3 separate regions of the Mus musculus genome follow, and all the other regions are linked to region 1. A link is a contact called in public Hi-C data. All regions are on one chromosome and are shown on one strand. Each heading gives the region's core, a stretch centred on a gene start, on an enhancer-like site or on the middle of the called end of the contact. The rest is flanking DNA. Distances are from core to core; before and after follow the strand shown.

Evidence for each region. A called contact is a pair of places that touch in the nucleus more often than the background predicts.
Region 2: a contact with region 1 is called in a Hi-C map of the N1E-115 cell line, with 3 times the contacts expected there. The contact joins the enhancer-like site here to the promoter of Tshz2 in region 1. A contact is called at or near these places in 1 of 39 promoter capture datasets (second pharyngeal arch cranial neural crest), 6 of 484 Hi-C or Micro-C datasets (the N1E-115 cell line, embryonic fibroblasts, nephron progenitors and 1 more) and 3 of 115 datasets of contacts at active chromatin or transcription factors (embryonic stem cells and pancreatic cancer cells).
Region 3: a Hi-C map of olfactory sensory neurons shows a contact between it and region 1, with 2.5 times the contacts expected there. The contact joins the enhancer-like site here to the promoter of Tshz2 in region 1. A contact is called at or near these places in 2 of 484 Hi-C or Micro-C datasets (immediate neuronal precursor and olfactory sensory neurons), 2 of 115 datasets of contacts at active chromatin or transcription factors (both in embryonic stem cells) and 3 of 9 other capture datasets (adipose tissue, liver and pancreatic islet).

The regions. Positions count from the first base shown.
Region 1 is chr2:169,630,623-169,634,100 of GRCm38.p6, forward strand. It overlaps Tshz2 (teashirt zinc finger family member 2), which reads left to right and starts at 1,887. Exons shown (of 2, transcript NM_080455.3): 1 at 1,887-3,157. The coding sequence starts at 3,118.
Region 2 is chr2:169,503,533-169,507,010 of GRCm38.p6, forward strand. Gm14249 (predicted gene 14249) reads left to right here. Exons shown (of 7, transcript NR_166520.1): 6 at 65-219; 7 at 1,023-1,314. Among named protein-coding and RNA genes, the nearest start is that of Gm34112, 10 kb to the left of the region's middle. Within about 2 kb of position 1,884, at least 2 of the 459 cell types and tissues checked have an H3K27ac peak or open chromatin away from gene starts, as enhancers often do. A contact at or near this core is called in the N1E-115 cell line, where this site is marked.
Region 3 is chr2:169,522,377-169,525,854 of GRCm38.p6, forward strand. No RefSeq gene overlaps it. Among named protein-coding and RNA genes, the nearest start is that of Gm34112, 29 kb to the left of the region's middle. Within about 2 kb of position 1,690, at least 12 of the 459 cell types and tissues checked have an H3K27ac peak or open chromatin away from gene starts, as enhancers often do. A contact at or near this core is called in olfactory sensory neurons, where this site is marked.

The sequences.
Region 1 (3,478 bases), core at 637-3,136:
GAAGAAGAAGAAGGTGGTCTCTGGGCAGAAGATCTCAGACTGTAAGGAGCAAGTGGTTTGCATGAGATACTGGAGTCCAAGTGCTCAATGTATCAACTCCAGAACAAGGCCCATATGCAGCAAGGTTCCTGTCTAGAAAATCCGAGGTGATCCGTCTCCAAGCAGGGAAAATCTGGGCTCTAGAGGAGACTGGGCAATGTCTGTGAAACGTTCTGTCATCAGAGCAGAGGGAGGGGCCTGGTGTCTAGATGCCTGGATGCTGCCAAGCAAGCACCTTGCATTGTACTGGACCACACTCATCTCCAGTAAGCAGTGTGTGGCCCAAACTGTAAACAGATCTAAGGATGCAAAACCTGCTTCAGAGCACCAAGGTGAGCACACCCTCAAAAAGGCCTCTGTGGGCTTGGAGGGCTACGAACCAGGAGCTTCTACTGTTACACCAAGGGCCACCCTCGCAAGAGTCTCCTTGTCACCCAACTTCCTCCTTCTCCAAGGTTAGAACCTATCTGTGACTTGCCCCAGGCAGCCCCACTTGGTAAACATCCTTCCTTCTTCATACTCCAGATTCATGACAGTCTGTGTCTCAGGCCTATCAGCCCAGCTACTCAGGAGCCTGAGACCAGAAGATCCCAAGTTTGAAGACCTATCTAAGAATGAGTTCAAGGTCAGCCTGAATAACTTAGCAAGACCTCTGTCTCAACATTTAAGAAAAAAATGAAGAGGATCAGAAACATAGTTTAGTGATAGACTGCCTGCCCAGCATGTATGATGCCTTGCCTACCCAGCATGTATGATGCCTTGCCTACCCAGCATGCATTATGCCTTGCCTACCCAGCATGCATTGTGCCTTGCCTGTCCAGCATGTATGATGTCTTGCCTGCCCAGTATGTACGGTGCCCTGAGTTCAATGCCCAGTATCAGGTTCATTAGGCTCCTAGCTCTACCTCCTTCCGCTGCCTTCCCACTTGTCATTGACTTTCTACCCAACTGGAAGGAAGGAAAGCGTCTTCAGGACAGGGTCATCCTGTTCACACGTGCTGAAAGGTACCTACCTCCCCGTGTGCAGTGGTACCCAGGGAGACCGGGTTCAGCTACAATAGACTCTCCAGAATGGACTCCTCTTTCAGCCCCAAAACAACACTCAGTTTTAACCAATCCGGGCCACTCTGAAGTTGTACTCCCAGCATGCCCTGCTTCCTCTTCATTTATTGCACTATTGGGGGTGGAGCTCTATGTTTTCTGTTTGGCACCATTGGGAGATAGAATACGATAAACGAGGGCACAACTCCCTAAGAACTTATACTCTAGTGAGATCTGAGGCAATTACCCAAAGAGCGAGCTGTGCACAGCATCCACCTTCCTTGATGAGCCCAGCGGAGAAAGCAAATAGAGAAAGGTGGACATCAAATTTTCAGCAAGGTAGACCTCTGGGAAGTGACTGAACACCACCAGGGGGCAAGTTGTTTCAGATGTTGTTCCTCTCACCCTTGATAACAGCCACAATCTGGACTTCCCCACTCTCTGTCACTGTGGTGACTGTATAACAGGTGCACCATAGGTGCTCAATAAATATCAGCATTGGAAGGAAACACAATGAAGGTTATGTAATTAGTCTGCCCAGGAAGCAGAAGTTTAAAAAAAAATCCCAATACTCCAAGAAGGTGGAAGTTAAAGCAATGTGAACTTACATAGTGAGAGGAGGTTATTTGCTGGAGAACAGGTTGAGACTGGATATAGTCCCATCCCCCTAATCTGTCTCCCAAGCAAACCTAGATTGTCCCCTTCTAATCTCCAACTCTAACTGTCTCCAACTCTGCCAGAGCCCCGCCCCCTTCCTTCCCACTCCCCCTTTTCTTCCTCTTGGAGGGGCATCTAGACAGGCGGACACTCCACTGCCCCAGTGAGGAGGAGGTGGGTGCCTCCAGGGCTGCAGCCAAGCCGGCTGGGTCCTCTTTCTCCAGCTCCTCTCCCAGGCGGGACACTGTCCCTTTAATAGACTCCCTCTGCCTGGCGCTCTGCGGCTGGGGAGTAAATTTCTCCCTGTCATCAGGTCGCAGGGAGAAGAGGAGGAGTTTGTTAATGTTCAGTTTGTTCAGCCGGGATCGATGTTTGCTGGCATCGCCTCGCCCTGTCTTGTGTGTGTGTGAGTGTGTGTGTGTGTGTGTGTGTGTGTGTGTGTGTGTGTGTGTGTGTGTGTAAGAGAGAGCATATGTGGGGAGTGTGAGTGTAAGTGTGTGTGTGTGTGTGTGTGTGTGTGTAAGCGAGAGTGCTTGTGTGTGAGAGCGAGCGTGCGTGTGCGTATGTGTGGTGTGTGTGTGTGTGTGTGTGTGTGTGTGTGTGTGTGTGTGTGTGTGTGTGTGAGTGAATTCCAGATTTTCTGTCTTTCCCAAACCCGCTCCTGTCCTCTCGCATATCACTCACAGACGGGGATCTGACAGCAACAACAAACCTACAGTGAGTGATCTCTCCCCAGCGCGAATCCGCCATCAAGATCAGGGAAGAGGAGGAGGAGGAAGAAGAGGAAGAGGAGGAGGAAGAGGAGGAGGAGGAGGAGGAGAAGGAGGAGAAGGAGAAGGAGGAGAAGGAGGAGGTGGTAAAGGAAGAGGAGGTGGAGGAAGAGGAGGAAGAAGAGGAGGAGGGAAAGAGAAGGAAGAAGAAAAAGAAGAAATCCACTGTCTTCCCGGGATTGTTTCCCCCCTTATCTTTAAGCGCGAGTGTGCGCGTGGCGCGTGTGCGCCCCTCATCCCTGCCATCTGAACCCCGTCTTGGATGTTTAATAAAGAAATCAAGTGTCTCACCAGTCACCAAAAAAACAGCAAAAAGCAAAACCAAAAAAAGAAAAAAATCCAAAAGCAAAACAAAAAGAGAGGGGGAAAAAAAACCAAACAAACAAACAAGGCAGAACCAACCTCCACTTGCAAGCAGCAGGCGCGAGCCACATATCTGCCACCCAGAGAGGGGGTCTCCGGCCCCGCGCTGGAGCGCTGGCAGGGGGATCTTCAGGGGGACAGAGGCCGAGTGACGTCCTAGGAGCCACAGAAAGACGAGCGAGACTGCGGCCCCCGCGCGCGGCTCGGGGCTGGGGCGCCAGAAGTGAGACTGGAGCTAAGTAGAGCGATGCCAAGGAGGAAACAGCAGGCACCCAAGCGGGCGGCAGGTAAGAGATGGCTCCGCTCCGGGTGCCCGGCCCCTGAGCCCGGCGCACAGCGGCTCGCCCGCCCGCCCTCCTGGCCTGGGGCTGGCGGGGACGCCACCCCCTGGCGCTTTCAAGAGGGTTAGCGTGCGGGTGCCCTCTTCATCACCCCAGAATGATTTCCCCAATCTTTCCCTCTCCAGGCTCCCTCTGGGTGGTGGTGGCAGGGAAGCGTCCCACCAAACCTTCCTGGTTTAAACTTTTCCTCCCTCCACCCTCTACCCCACCCCTAACTTTTTCTCCCAGTCTGGCTTCTTGCCTCTGGAACCAAAGTCGGATTATGGA
Region 2 (3,478 bases), core at 634-3,133, 130 kb before region 1:
ATTTCTAGAGTTGGCTAGAGATTGCTAAGCAATTGCCATTTCAGAAAACTTTTTTTTTTTTCAGGAATGAAAATAATGTGGCCCATGATGCTTTTCCAAGGAGCTGTTTGGCCTCCGTCACCAGGACAACAGCTTGTGAACCTACCCTCACCTGGAGAGTTACTCTGGGGTCTGGGGCCATGGATGTGACACTTGGCTCTATTCCTGGACACGTGACTTGTGAGTGGCACTCATGACCTACAAGTACAAACCACCCGGATAGAGTGAATGAGTCTGTTTACCCTGCTCTGAATCTCACACCAGCTGGGCGACCCGGGGAAAACTCCTCACACTTTCTGTTCCTACTCCCCAACTTTTTAGTTTGACTTTGAGAATATTTAATGGCCACACATCAAAGCCTATGCCCAGGCCAGGGCAGTGTGTCGGGCCATAGTGTAAGCCGCGTGAACCTGCGTTTAATTCCTAAAATGCACATGACAAGCTGGGTGCAGTGAGTGGTGAGTGTGTGTGTGTGTGTGTATGTGTGTGTGTGTGTGTGCATACACGTGTATATGGTTTGTGTGTGCACACACATGTTCACATATGTGTGCATGTACCTATGGAGGCCAGAGGCTGATGTCATATTTCTTGCTCAATTCTTACTCACTTTATTTATTTATTTATTTATTTGAGACAGGCTCTCTCACCAAACCTACAGATCACAAATTTGGCAAAGGTGGCTGGCCACTGAGTCCCAGGGATCCTCCTGTCTCTGTGTCTCCAGCTCTGGAGTTACACACAGACACACACACACACACACACACACACACACACACACACACACAGACACACACACACACAGACACACACACACACACTCACACTCACACACACACACTAACACACTCACACTCAGTCTCTCTTACACACACATACTCTCACACACACTCACTCACACACACTCACACACACACACACGTATGAAGAGCCTCACACAGCTGTTGCTTCCCTAGCTCCACTCAGTGTCTTCTGTCCCCTCGCAGGCCTAGGAACAGAGAGAGATGATCAGAAGGATGAGACCACGGAGCTCCAGCCAGACCAGTGCACGGGGATGGCCTTGCTTTCTCTGCCGTGTATCTACAGAGCCTCAGGATATCCCAAAACACAACGAAAGGGCGTCATGGTCACCAAGGGTTAGAATGACACTCTTGATGGGTGTAGAGACAAACTTACAAACACTGGACAATGAATTACAAATTGAAAGCAAGTGAACTCCCACACCCTTTTCTAACCCAACCAGGCGGATGATCTAACAAGGCGGCCCTGAAGCCCAAATTAGTGTGTGGCAGCGTGGTCTGTTCTTACACCAAGCTCAGAGATTCTTTTCAGTGACGCAGAGGGGGACACAGAGCTCTGGATGCTAATTAGCCCCCACCAGACCCTGTTGAATAGAACCCTTGTACCACACCCTGAGGAAGACTATGGCAAGGCCAGTAGCTTTTGATAAAAAGGAATGTGTTTATTCATAATGTTTACATGTGACTCTACAATATCATATGAGTAGCATAGTGAGATTGAAACCACGCGGGCCTATGGAGCTGAGTAACATCTTATGGTGGTTTTCGTGCCTCTGTGGGATCTCCTCCGGTACCCTTGGCGGTCAGTGTGCCTCGCTCTAGTGCTTCTCCTGTTTTTAACATCTGTATTATAAAAATGTAGAGTTTGATTGCGGAGGTCTTATAAAAAACGTAGAGTTGACTATATCTGGGGCAAAGTCTGGGTTTATGCTCTTTTAACAAGCTCCCGGGTGACAGGGACATGACTGTCCTGGGACCTTCAATGCAGGTAGTAGGGACCAATGCTCTTGTTCCTCTATTTCTGACTTCTTTCCCAAGGCTGATTGCACTTGAGCTGCTCAGGGCCAGATAGGTGAAGATGGTGGGCAGAGGTCAAAGGTTACCCACCAGCTTCCCCCAAGCCCTCCATCCAGAAGACTTTCAGGACTCCTTTAGGTTTCCTGGATATGCATAAGTGAAAGGCACCCTCCCTGCCTCCCTACCCCCGCCCCTTTACGCCTGTTTCCTCCAGGGGTCTCCTTTGCTTTATTTCTTAAGTTAACAAGACAGGACTCTCTGAAGTCATAAACACTGACATTCCCGGATGCAACAGTGGGCAAGATTATTCTCCCTGATTAAGCCTTTGACAGGCCGCATCTTCTCAGCTAACACCATGCCAGGTTTTATTAGTAAATTGGCCCTAGAAGTTTCTCTTACCTACAGATGTCCTAGCTCAGCAATCCTTCCCCGAGATCAGAATGAGCACATTCAAGAACACTCTGCATGGAAGCACCAAGAACAATAATTAGACAAATTTGCAAACCAGGCAGGGATATGAGTGACGATCTCATATGGAGACTGTTAAGTGGAAACAGGAAACTTAAATAATTGACTGTTAAAACCAGCTAAGAAGGCTACGTTGCTTCCGATAACCAGACACTGTTATTAGGTTACAGCGACAAGACCATTAAGATGAAATGGAGGCTCTAGCTCACTGCTTTAATAGACCTGAGCCATGTTATAATCAATGATTTCATCAGTCTATCCTTCCAACGCAAGTGACAGCAGGACTCCAGAACATGCAGCTCCGTAGGAAGGGGACAGTGTGGACCCGAACCTCGGATGGAGGTGGCCCCAGACAGATAACAAGCCTCTGGAATCAACTGTAGGCATCTTCTGTGTTTCTTTTTTTATGGAAACATGATTTTGCATCTGTTTCTGATGCCACTCAGCAATCCACCTTACCAGGCAACAAGATACTTCTAGAATATTGGAAAGCACAGCTGGGGAGAGGACTCTGTCTATACAAGCATGAGGACCTGACTTCGATTCCTAGAACCTACTTTTAAAAGCAGGGCGTGGTGTACCTCCCTGTAATCCCAGTGGTGAGCATGGTCAAGTAGGCGAGTCCTTGGGACTGGGCTAGCCAGCCTGACAGGCTAGCAAAACTAGTAAGGTCCTTGGGAAAGTGAGAAATGAAATCCCATCTCAAAATCAAAGTGCAGAATGAGTGTTGGGGACAAGCTAGGTTGTTCTCTGTCATCCACGTGTACCTGTGAAAACACAAAACACAACCACTATACCACACAGAGATGGTGGGAGTTGTGTGGCGATGTAGTGGTTGTGTTGTTAGTATTTAGACATGTATGCATTCCTCAAACATTTTAATTTATTTTTTTAATTAGGTGTTTTCTTCATTTACATTTCAAATGCTATCCCAAAAGTTCCCCAGACCCTCCCCTCCAACTCCCCTACCCACCCACTCCCACTTCTTGGCACTGGCCTTCCCCTGTACTGAGGCATATAGTTTGCAAGACCAAGGGGCCTCTCTTCCCAATGATGGCCGACTAGGCCATCTTCTGATACATATGCAGCTAGATAAAATTTCTCAATTCACTCCAGTCTGAAAGGCCCCATTCTACCAATCAAGTCCGTGGGAGTTT
Region 3 (3,478 bases), core at 440-2,939, 110 kb before region 1:
CTCCCCTCTTCATGGTTTGCTTGCTTGCTTGCTTGCTTGGTTGCTGACAGGCTCTCCCGTAACCCAGCTATCCTTGAACTCCAGATGTAACCTTGAACTTCTGATACTCTTGACGCCACCTCCTGAGTCATGGGGTTACAGGCCTGAGATTCCATATCTGATATATGCAATACTGGAGTTTGATGCCAGGCCTTCATGCATGCAAAGCAAGCACTCTACCAACTGTGCCACAGCTGCCCTCAGCTCTTGTGTCAGGGTCTTTAAGACAACCTTAACCTCTGATCATGATTTTATGATAGGGCTTCCCTCTTGACAGCTTTCCTTTCAAGGAAGGCAGAGGGGGGAGGGTCCTTTTCTCATTGTGTGAGTTAGAGACACTCAACTCCAGTTCAGTTGGGCACCCTGATTTTTTTTCTCTCTGTTGCCTCTGACAGACTTTGTAGCAAGCATATGTGTCCCTTGGCACAGACAAGGAAAATTCTGCACACACCCGCCCGTTGGCATTTAGCGCTCCATTATACCCTGGAATCTCAGTGCTTATATTTCCGTGGTGGTGTCTCTTATTGTCTTAGTACTAAGGGAGAAAGCGTAACTCAGACTAAAAGCAAAGTAAATAGCAGAGAGATAAAGAGAGGGGCAGGTAAGCCTGGATCAGCAGGATTGGCAGGGCAGATTTGACTCTTTGCATTGGCTGGCCCATGGCCCCATTATGATGCCGGTTCTTATCTTTCTGATAGTTCAATGCCATCTTGTCACACTGGACTGATTCCTGTCTGTACTTGCTTGTCTCTAAGGTACAGTTTTATATCTGACATGCCGATGACCTGAAACATGCTTCCTGAACTCTGAGTTGATTGACGCTCCAACACTCACGCTCAACTCAAATATCACTTCCTCTTGGAAGCCCGCTGGGACTGCGCCCTGTACATTTGCCCACTTCCAGTAACTCATTGTTCACCACACCATGTTGGCTTTACCTTTTCAGAGGCTTTTCCCAATCTAAAGCTGTCATGTTCTTTTTTCCTTTAACTCTGCCTGCTATACTGTACTCTAGGACTGAGGGCCTGAGGGTCAGTGTCTGTCTTTGTGCACTTAGCTGAGTTCCTAAAGAGCCAATAAGTTTTAGAGAAAGGGAAAGAGGCAGGTAGCCCTGGAAAGGGGCCCAGAGGGACTGGTTCAGTCATTAAAGTCCTTGCCACATACGCAGGAGACCCAAATTTATATTCTCAGCAGCTGCATAAGATCTGAGTGTGGCAATGTTCACCCTCAACACTAGCATTGAGGGGGAGAGGGGAAGTGTGGAGCAGGTCCCCAAAGCCTGCTGGGTAGCCACGTTAGCCAATCAGTGAGCTTCAGGCTCATTGAGCGACCTCAAGAATAAGATGAAGGAGCCCTGATGTTGATTTATAGCTTGCATATGCTCACACATACCTGCACATACACCTGCCATGCACACAGAAACACAAATACATACAAACAGACAGACACATAGCATGTGTGCGTGCGCACACACAGACACATCATGCCTTGATTTCAGGGAAGGAGGTTGTCTAACTGAGGAAAACTTATGAAAATTTTTCAGATGCACAAGCCACAACCACGTGGCAGAGGTCACAGGCTGACCCACAGCTCTGTATGCCCTAGTGGGGAATGTGCACAACGGAATCTCCCCTGCAGCCGTGAGTGGAACACACCTATTGTGTCAGGTCTTCATGCTGCCACGTGAGCTGTTCTTGGCAGCTGTTTTATGCATTCATGACTGTGGACAGAATGACAAAGCCATTTATATGTCAAGAAAAAAAATCACCTGGTGATCTTCTGTGTATTGTCTTCTGAGAGAATACTTAGTTCTCAACACCTGCCAAACAAGAGCCACTGCCAAAAAAGACATAGAAATAAAAGGTTTGAAAGAAATCATGGAAAAAGAGATCGGAATGAAGCAGCTTCCGGATTGCCAGCACTACGCATGCGCACTTAGAGCCACTGTGCACTTTTCTTCCATGAAGACAATGGAGGGACCGAACAATGCTGGGATTCAGAATATAGTCGAAATAAAATGGCCGGAAGTGCTATCCCCAGATGATTTCACAGATCTACCTCACCTAACGGGGAGCCTTTAAGCATTACCCACAAACCAAGAGAGGCTGTAATAATGTCGCCACCCCTTGTCCCTTCATGCAGCTCTTTGCCTAAAGAATTTGTCCCGTGTGTCCTTGCCAACCTGCCAGAGGCAAGGAAACCTGCACCGCCCCCGCCCCGTGTGGGAGCTAAGCTTGCAAGCCAACGCCTCTGCACCCATGAACGGATTCACGCTTCCTATTTTAAAGTGGTCAGCGGCAGGTGAGCGGCTGTGCGAGCACAGGCAACAAACTGTAAAGATGGAGCCAAGCAAGACGGTGCCACGTGCCTTCATTTCGGTTGCCTCTGTCAATCTGCTCTCACGATGCCTGTTACAACGAAACGATGCTCCAAAGAGATCACCGCATAACATAAAAATGGAGACCACACAGGAGAGGTGTGTTTACGTTAAAGGGAAAAACCTCAGAAGAAAACTGAAACCAAATCTGAAGCCTTTCTGTGTCCCGCATGGAAAACTCCCAGGCAAGAATGCTTCTTAGGAAGGTCTGTACGGTGGCGGCACACTGAAGAGGGGGAGGCCAGGCTGGAGAGATTACCAGTGACAGCCTGGGCTAAGGACTGAGACTTTATAAAACAAAACCAAAATAAAATAGTATAAAACAAACAAAAAGACTCCTCTGTAGATTAAGGAAGGCAGTGTTTCTCTTCACAACCCCCTCCCCCAATAAAAAAGGTCACAAAAGAGGATCAAGAACAACAGGGGTCACCTCAATGGGCTTGTGAGAGATAGTACGAGATCTCTTCCTGGAACAGGCAGCAAACGTGTTGCTCGAAGCAGAGGACAGAGAAGGAAGAGATCTTGAGGGGAGAAGGGAGGTCAGAATAGAGTTCTTCACGCTCAAGGAAACACTTGAGGTCACAGGGATCTGAACTTTAGCTGCTTAGAAAGCATCGAGAACAGGACCAGTGACCCCGCCCCCTTCAAAGATCTCCATGAGAGAACGGTTAACCTAGGGTGGAAAGGGGGGAAATGTTTATTCTACCAGCTGTAGTTTCTTCTGGTAATTTGATGATGTAAGGGAACTCTTCCCACACCTCTTTTCCCCTTAAAGGAGAAAAAGAGAAGGAAATCCAATCCGCCCGTAACTGCTAGAATAGAGGCGGGAAGGAAATGAGGCCAGGTGGGCTAGAGACAGCTCTTGTCTCCTTTGCCACCTGTCCTCAAGTCCCATTTTTTTTTTCTTCTCAGTAAAAACTCCAGTCAGGTTATATTTTGATACCTTCCACTTGACGCTCATCAGGTGACAAGACTGTTAGGCCAGTAGGTTCAGCCAGGGATATGCATTCTGAAGAATGTTCCAGAATGGTCTCCATCTCCCCTACGCGTTGCAATCAAGCT